2 separate regions of the Mus musculus genome follow, and region 1 is linked to region 2. Evidence: chromatin contacts called from public HiChIP or PLAC-seq data. All regions are on one chromosome and are shown on one strand. Each heading gives the region's core, a stretch centred on a gene start, on an enhancer-like site or on the middle of the called end of the contact. The rest is flanking DNA. Distances are from core to core; before and after follow the strand shown.

Region 1 (3,516 bases), core at 24-2,523, 250 kb after region 2:
TGTCTGTCCGATCATGTGTCACAGGAGCGTGATAATATGGCCACCTGACTGGTGGTGTTGAGGCCGGGTGAATGATCATACCTGTGGCCTATACACGGCTTTCCCTCTGTGTTCCCCCATCCGCATTCTAGGCAAACTCAAGCCTGGCCTGTGTCCTAGCTTCTGGGCTCAGACAGCTGATGCAGTGAGCTCGCCTCCCTCCCCTCTCCAGGGTGGATGGGTTTGAATGCAATCTGTAATCCCCTGAAAGGCCCCTGAGGGACCCATCGGCTCCTTCTAAGGAGCATTAACTCAAACTGTAACCAGCTTTCTGCACGCAATGGGAAGGCCAGGTCCCCTGGGAGTCCTCCCAACCATGGTGAGGAACTGCCAACTCCTTTCCCAAGCCAGGAGTAAGAGTCACATGGCAGTTGCCTTGAGCCCAGCCCAGTCCAGTCCCTGCATGCTCAGGAGCCACCACCTCCAACTCAGTGGCCAGCTCAGACTGTGTCCCCAGGCAGATCCTCTTACACGAGGACAGCAGCTAGCAGCTTCCCAACAAGGAAAGAAGCCCTCACTCCTGACAAGCCCGTTCATTCGTTCTCTGTAGGTTTGACCAGAGATTCTCCACTCTACCCTCCTTCCCCTGTTCCTCTCTGGATATAGAAGTGAGGGTCTTCTATTGCTGTACCAGAAAGCAAGGCTAGACTAGGTTTGTCGTCAGTGAGAGATTCTTGCAGAGTGGGTTCCACTGTAAATCAGGAGGTAACGGGATTCTGGGGAAGGTAGAAGAAGATGCTGAGCTAAAACAGAAATTTGTACTTGAACCCGATAAGGTAGATCCCATTTCACTTCATCCCCCCACTGTATTTCCAGCTCCAACCCATACTGAGCATAGAGTAACCACTCAAAACAGTTCTACTGTGAATGAATGAAAGGACGGGTGAATTATTGCTTCTGGGGTCAGTGGTTGACCCCACTGCAATCATCAGCGTTGACAGATGCTCTCTCAGCCACCTCATGCCCCAGGAGACCCAAGGGCCCAGCCTATGGCCCCAAAGGTCTAGAAAGCAAGGGTGATTAAGCCGCGATGGAGCCTCCATTGGATCTGATGTGCCTTCTGAAACGAGAGAAATGCAACAAAATCAAGAATCTGGAAACCAGAAGCACTGGGAAGCATCGGTGGGTGGGTCCCTGAGCCCATCTTGTCAGAGACAAGAACAGGTGGGCTTGGCCCACCACCAGCTAGGCCTGCTGCGCTGTCCACGGGCCTGTCCGCTAGCGCCCTGGCCAGGCCCTACCAGCCCCTTGCCCAGCTTCCACCATCAGCTTCCACCACTCCCACAGCACCTTGCCTCTTAGCCCAGGCTGAGCGACAGCCAACCAGCCAGGCCAAGAAGGAACTAAGCCCCAGGGAAGAGAACAAATAGAAAAAAGTAACGGAACCTCTGCCCCGCCCCCTCCGATACGCACAGATGCAGGTTGCCACTCAAAAAGCAATCTCTCCAAACGTTTAAAAACCGCCTGCAATTTATATCTTGTGCTTGACAGAGCATCTCCAAGTCATTTCCTGGCACACAGAGGCACCATCAGCTCTGGAGCACAGCTGCGGCTCCGCCCCTCGCCCAGCTTAGGTTACCCTCCCCCAATGTGGGTGAGGCCAGGTAGGGATATCCTGCTTCGGTCTCTCCCAGGCTCAGCAGGGCTCAGAGGGCTAACCCAGAGGCCTGAGTTTGCAACCCCATCCAGGACTCCCATTCTCCCTGAGTCCCAGGTCCAGACAGAAAGAGCCATGGTTCTGTGATCCATCAGTGACATTTCAGAGTAAGGCTCCACTTCCAGGAAATGGTTACTCTAATGCAGAGTGATGCTTTCTACAAGAGGCACTTTGGGGATAGAGGGACCTCAGCCTTCCCTGAGATGTCCCCGGTCTTACCAGGCCTAACAGGATATACAGGAGTTGGCCACGTGGAAACAGGGCTGGGATTCCAAAATGAAGGCTGCAGAAGCAAAGACCCAGCGATGGAAAAGGCCTGGCTGGAGCGCAAAGGCAAGGCCACAGAGCAGAGATGAGACTATCGAGAAGGCCCGTGGGGGGGGGGGGGGCTCTGACTCAAGGAGCTGGCTGCGCATCCACAGGACCTTCAAGCAGGAAGGACACTGATACAGGGGACAAAGACAAACCAAGAGGCAGGCCACAGAGAAGAGAGAGGCCATTCGGAGAAGAGAAGGGATTAGCTGAGGCCGCTGGAGGCTGGGCCTGTATTCCCGATCGATCGCTCAATTGCTTGTCCCCTTCAGTTCCTTCCTACATCAGCCTGGGCCATGCTCACCTCTGGTCTGCTTTTACAGCTGCCCCAAAGCCTCTGCCTTTCCCCTGAACTGGTAAAGCCCTCCCCATAAGCCTCCTGATGGCTGGCTGCCTCTCTGGGTGCAGCCCACCTTCAGATGTGAGGTTCTGCTATCTCTCTGCCTTCAGAGCCCCCCCACCCCCCACTAGTAGTCAGCTACCTTGTGCTGTGACCCATGATTACTGTTGTGGTTTTGCTGGTGTCTGTTTTGTTTCTGTAGCTCAGATTAGCCAGAACTTTCGCCTCAGCCTCCCCAGTGCCAAGGTTCAGAGCACAGGCCACCAGACCCTGCTTGCTTAGGTCCTTATTCTTGGTCATCCCCTCTAAACTCTAGGGGAGCAGATGCCTTGTCTGGCTTGTTCCCAGCTACAGTCCTAAGCACCTAAAAGAGACGCTGGCACACAGTAGGTCCCCGACAAGCACCTGGCTATAGGCAAACCCTTCCTACCGTCGTAGTTCTGATTTTGCTCGATGCAGATCCTTAGCCTGCAAACTTCAGCTGCTGCCTGTGGAGTTCCCAGCAATTAATCATGTTCTGTCGGGTGATACCCTTTGTGTTGTCATTGGAGGCTTCGTCTCATTCATCTCTGTCTGGCCCCAGGGTCTGGTGCATAGTAGGTACTCAGTCGGGGGTTCCTTGCCGTTAACCCTCTTCACCTCCCCTGACTGAGTGATGGGCTAGCAGCAGACATTGCCAAAGGCAGAGTAGACATAGACACAGACACACACAGAGAACAAGACACCCAGAGGAAAACACAGAGATCCCCACAGACAGACGCACACACAGAAACACAGGGAGAGAGATACACAGAGAGAGACAGAGACAGGCACAAATAAACAGACAGGCACAGAAATACAGACAGACACATAGACACAGAGAGAAACACAGACACATGCATGGACGGACACACAGAGAAACACAGAGACACAGGTATACAAACAGAAAGACAAATACACACGTGGAAATAAAAAGACACAGACACACAGATTAACAGACACACCCAGGCTGCCAGGGAGACAAGGAAGGGGTAGAGAGGCTGGGCAGGGAGTGTTCGGACTTCCAAGGTCACCACAGAATCTAAGAGGGAAACTCAGTCCATGGGGAAAACAACCAGCACAGCCAAAAAGACAGGGACCTTGATCTCAGAAAGACCAGATGCCAGTTTGCAAACCACCTTCTCCAGTC
Region 2 (3,396 bases), core at 470-2,969:
GACTTCTAGACAGATCTAGACAGAGCCTGAGGATTGAGAGAGTGGGGACCTGCTGTGACCCACCCCAGAAAGCCCAAGAGCAGTGGTTCTCACCCTTCAGCTGCAACGCTTTAATACAGTCCCCTCATGTTCTGCTGACACCCCCCCACACCATAAAATTATTTTTGTTACTATTTCATAACTGTAATTTTGCTCCTGTTAAGAACGGCAATGTAAACCTTTTTGGAGATAGAGATCTGTCAAAGGGGTTGAGACCCAGAGGTTGAGAACCATTACCCTAGAGGAAGGGCTGAGAGACTCATGCAAGGCAGAAGGATGTCATTGCTGTCCCCTTGGTCTGCACCCAAGGAGGACATGAGGTCATTTCTGGTCCCTAGAATGCAGACTGTGGTAATGAATATGATGAAGAAACACAGGACTCGGGAAGACATACTCTGCAGAAGTCATGGCCACAGGACTGTGAGCACTGGTCCCCCAGCCTGCAGATGTGACAGGGATAGCAGGTGACAGAGACACACCCTTACTGCTTGGATTGTGTGCTGTCTCTTTTCTTCCCAGAAGCAGGCCTTGCTTCTGGCCCATGTGCCTGAGTCCCATGCCCTGTCTGCAAGGCCAGAGAAGGGGACCCAAGCCTGTCCCTAGCCCTGAGCCAGGGCACATACTTCAAAGCAAGTCATGATGGAGGTTCACCTCACTGAGGGACAGAGTCAAGTGAGAGCAAGGGAAAACAGGCAACAGGGACACCATCAGCCAGTTTGCCCCCAAGGCAGTGACAGGTTGCTCTAAAGAACTGAAGATCTTTCCAGAACCTCCCCAAGGTGAGCCTGAAGGCAGGTGGAGACTGTGCTGGGATCTGTTGAGCAATCAAAGGAGAGAGGAACAGTTTTGTAGATTGACCCATCAGGGCCACCATAAGCAGTAGTTCCTATTCTGGGAAAACACGGGTCAAATGGTCGAGTCAATCTAACTTCAGGAAAAATATGTATGCAGAGTTGGGAAACTGAGACCAGAATCAGTGTGTGTGTGTGTGTGTGTATGTGTGTGTGTGTGTGTCACAGCAAGTATGTAGAGGTCACATGACAATTTACAGGAGTCAGTTTTCTTCTTCGACCCTGTGGGCCCTGGGGATCAAACTCAGGTGGTCAGTTTGGGTGGATATTCTAATGTTTGTTTTTCTAACAAAATTTCCTGGAGCCTCCTCTTTATGTCGGGCTCTGCACTAATCCCCGAGAGGAGAGGCGAGAGGCACTTCAGTGAAGGGAACAAGCTTAATCCTCGCCCTCCTGGAGTTTATATACTGACAGGGAAGGCAGAGATTAAACAATAGCTTATAAAGAAAAGTTCTGTTGTGATCAGAGCAGCATGGAGCAATGCAGGGAAGAGCGAGCACTGTCCGGTGTATGATGGGGAATCTAGCCTACTTCAAAGAGGCGGGGTTCCAGCCCCAGCCCCCTTGGGCGCTGCTAGAGCAGGCCCCACCCATTTGGGTTAATACCACTACCAGGAATTTGGGGAGAGGACTCAAAGTGGCAGAAGATGGGTCATCTACCCTGGATTCTGGTGACTGGGGCAGACTGAACCTGCCATTCTTCTTGATAGACACTGGCACAGTATGGAGCCTTCGGGGAAGCAGGACTGGGGCCATTCTCCAGGCCTGGGAAAGGCACACACATCATTGCTCAGTCAGCCATCAAGGCTGCCGCAGCTCTGGGGGTGAATCGTAGAGGCAGGGCTGGCAGCTGGTACTTGGGATGTTACTCACACCTGTCTGGGTCTGTTCAGACATGTGGGAGGCCCAGACGATGCTTTATCGGGTTGCTACCCAGGCTCTACGTGAGGTACCTTGTTTCCTCAGCTTGGATGGAAAGCATCTAGGTAGAGAAACAGCACTTGGATAACGCAGAAGCTGAGGATGCTCCTGTGTGAATCAAGTTTTTATCACTGACAAACAGAAATACATTTAAAAAATAAATGTGTGTGCGCGCGTGCATGAGTGCTGGCACGCTCGTGCCATTGGTGTACACGTGGGGGTCAGAGGACATGAAGGGGATGCTGGTCCTCACCTTCCAGTTTGTGGGAGACAGAGTCTCTTGTACACTGCTGAATACTCCAAGCTGAACCACGAACTTCCCAGGGTTCTCCAGTCTCTCCCTCTGATCTCACGTATAGATGTGTGCGTCCAAGCCTGGCTTTCTGTGAGGGCTCTGGGAATCCAGACTCAAGTCCTCACACTTGCATGACAAGTGTTAGAGAGAAACACCTAAGTGGAGGGTTAGAGTTGGCTCACGGTTTCAGAAAATCCAGCTGCTTGCTCCGCTTGCCCTGCTGCCCTGTGGTGAAGCAGGAAGGGCATCATGACCACGGGAGCATGGGGCAGAGGCTTGTAGCCTCCTGGCTTCTGAGAAACAGAGACAAAAGACCCTTTATAGACACAAACTCCCACAGTGAAGCTTCTCTTTCCAGTAATACTATTACAGTGCAAATCTATCAGTGGATTAATAAGATCAAGGCACTCAGTATCCGGTCGTGAGGGATCCCAATGATAGATTCACAACTTGGGACAAGTCTTCAACATATGAACCTTCTGGGGCATACTTTATATCCGAGCTATAACACCCAATACTAGAGACATGGGAGGGAGCCAGCAGGCAGAACTCCAGGATGAGTCGAGTTGCTTTGTGGTTGTCAGGAATGGAGCTTGTTTTCTTGGACACCATAGAGGTAGAAGAGGGATCTGGATGGCTGTAGAACTCCAAACCCCATCAAATGCTACAAAAGAAATCCCAGCAAAGCCCCGGTGACAGGTGTAGTCAGAAGCCAAAGTGACATTCATGTGTATGGGAATGCAGCACAGGGCTCAGAACGGGACCCAAGAGTAGATGGTAGAAGAGCTCTCTGCATCCCACACAGGGTCTAAGGGACAGGTGTATGAGTTCTCTTGGGCTGCTATACCAAGTGATAGCAAACCAGGTGCCTTCAAACCACAGAAATGTGTCCTCTCCTTGGGCAGAAATGAGAAATCAGGGTGTCAGTGGCATTGCTTCCCTTCAGAGGTTCTGAAGGTGAGTGGGCTCCATCCTCCCAGGTTCTGATGTGGCCAGCATCCCTTGGTGCTTCTTGGCTTTGTGCCTGCCTTTTCCTCATTTCTGTCTCCATTGTCACACACTCGTCTCTGCATATCTATGTCTTTTATAAGGGCACCAGTTGTTAGGAGGGGGCTACCCTAATTCAGTATGATGCCATCTTACCTTGGTGACTTTGTTCTCTAAGAATATAATCCACAAGACCTTATTCCAAATTAGGTCACAGTAACAGAACTGGAATGTAATTGAGACTGCCTGCCTCTGTCACTTCACCCCACGGTATTTGACTCGTACAACACCGTGTTGGATTTTA

What was found. HiChIP or PLAC-seq counts read pairs in DNA pulled down with a chosen protein or histone mark.
Region 1: a contact with region 2 is called in an H3K27ac HiChIP or PLAC-seq map of SST interneurons, with 7 times the contacts expected there. The contact joins two enhancer-like sites. A contact is called at or near these places in 1 of 484 Hi-C or Micro-C datasets (nephron progenitors), 6 of 115 datasets of contacts at active chromatin or transcription factors (SST interneurons, differentiating embryonic stem cells, embryonic basal ganglia and 2 more) and 1 of 9 other capture datasets (embryonic stem cells).

The regions. Positions count from the first base shown.
Region 1 is chr4:125,928,043-125,931,558 of GRCm38.p6, forward strand. No RefSeq gene overlaps it. Among named protein-coding and RNA genes, the nearest start is that of 2610028E06Rik, 7.4 kb to the left of the region's middle. Within about 2 kb of position 1,274, at least 24 of the 459 cell types and tissues checked have an H3K27ac peak or open chromatin away from gene starts, as enhancers often do. A contact at or near this core is called in SST interneurons, where this site is marked.
Region 2 is chr4:125,677,817-125,681,212 of GRCm38.p6, forward strand. All of the region lies in intron 10 of Grik3 (glutamate receptor, ionotropic, kainate 3), which reads left to right. Among named protein-coding and RNA genes, the nearest start is that of Gm32807, 120 kb to the left of the region's middle. Within about 2 kb of position 1,720, at least 2 of the 459 cell types and tissues checked have an H3K27ac peak or open chromatin away from gene starts, as enhancers often do. A contact at or near this core is called in SST interneurons, where this site is marked.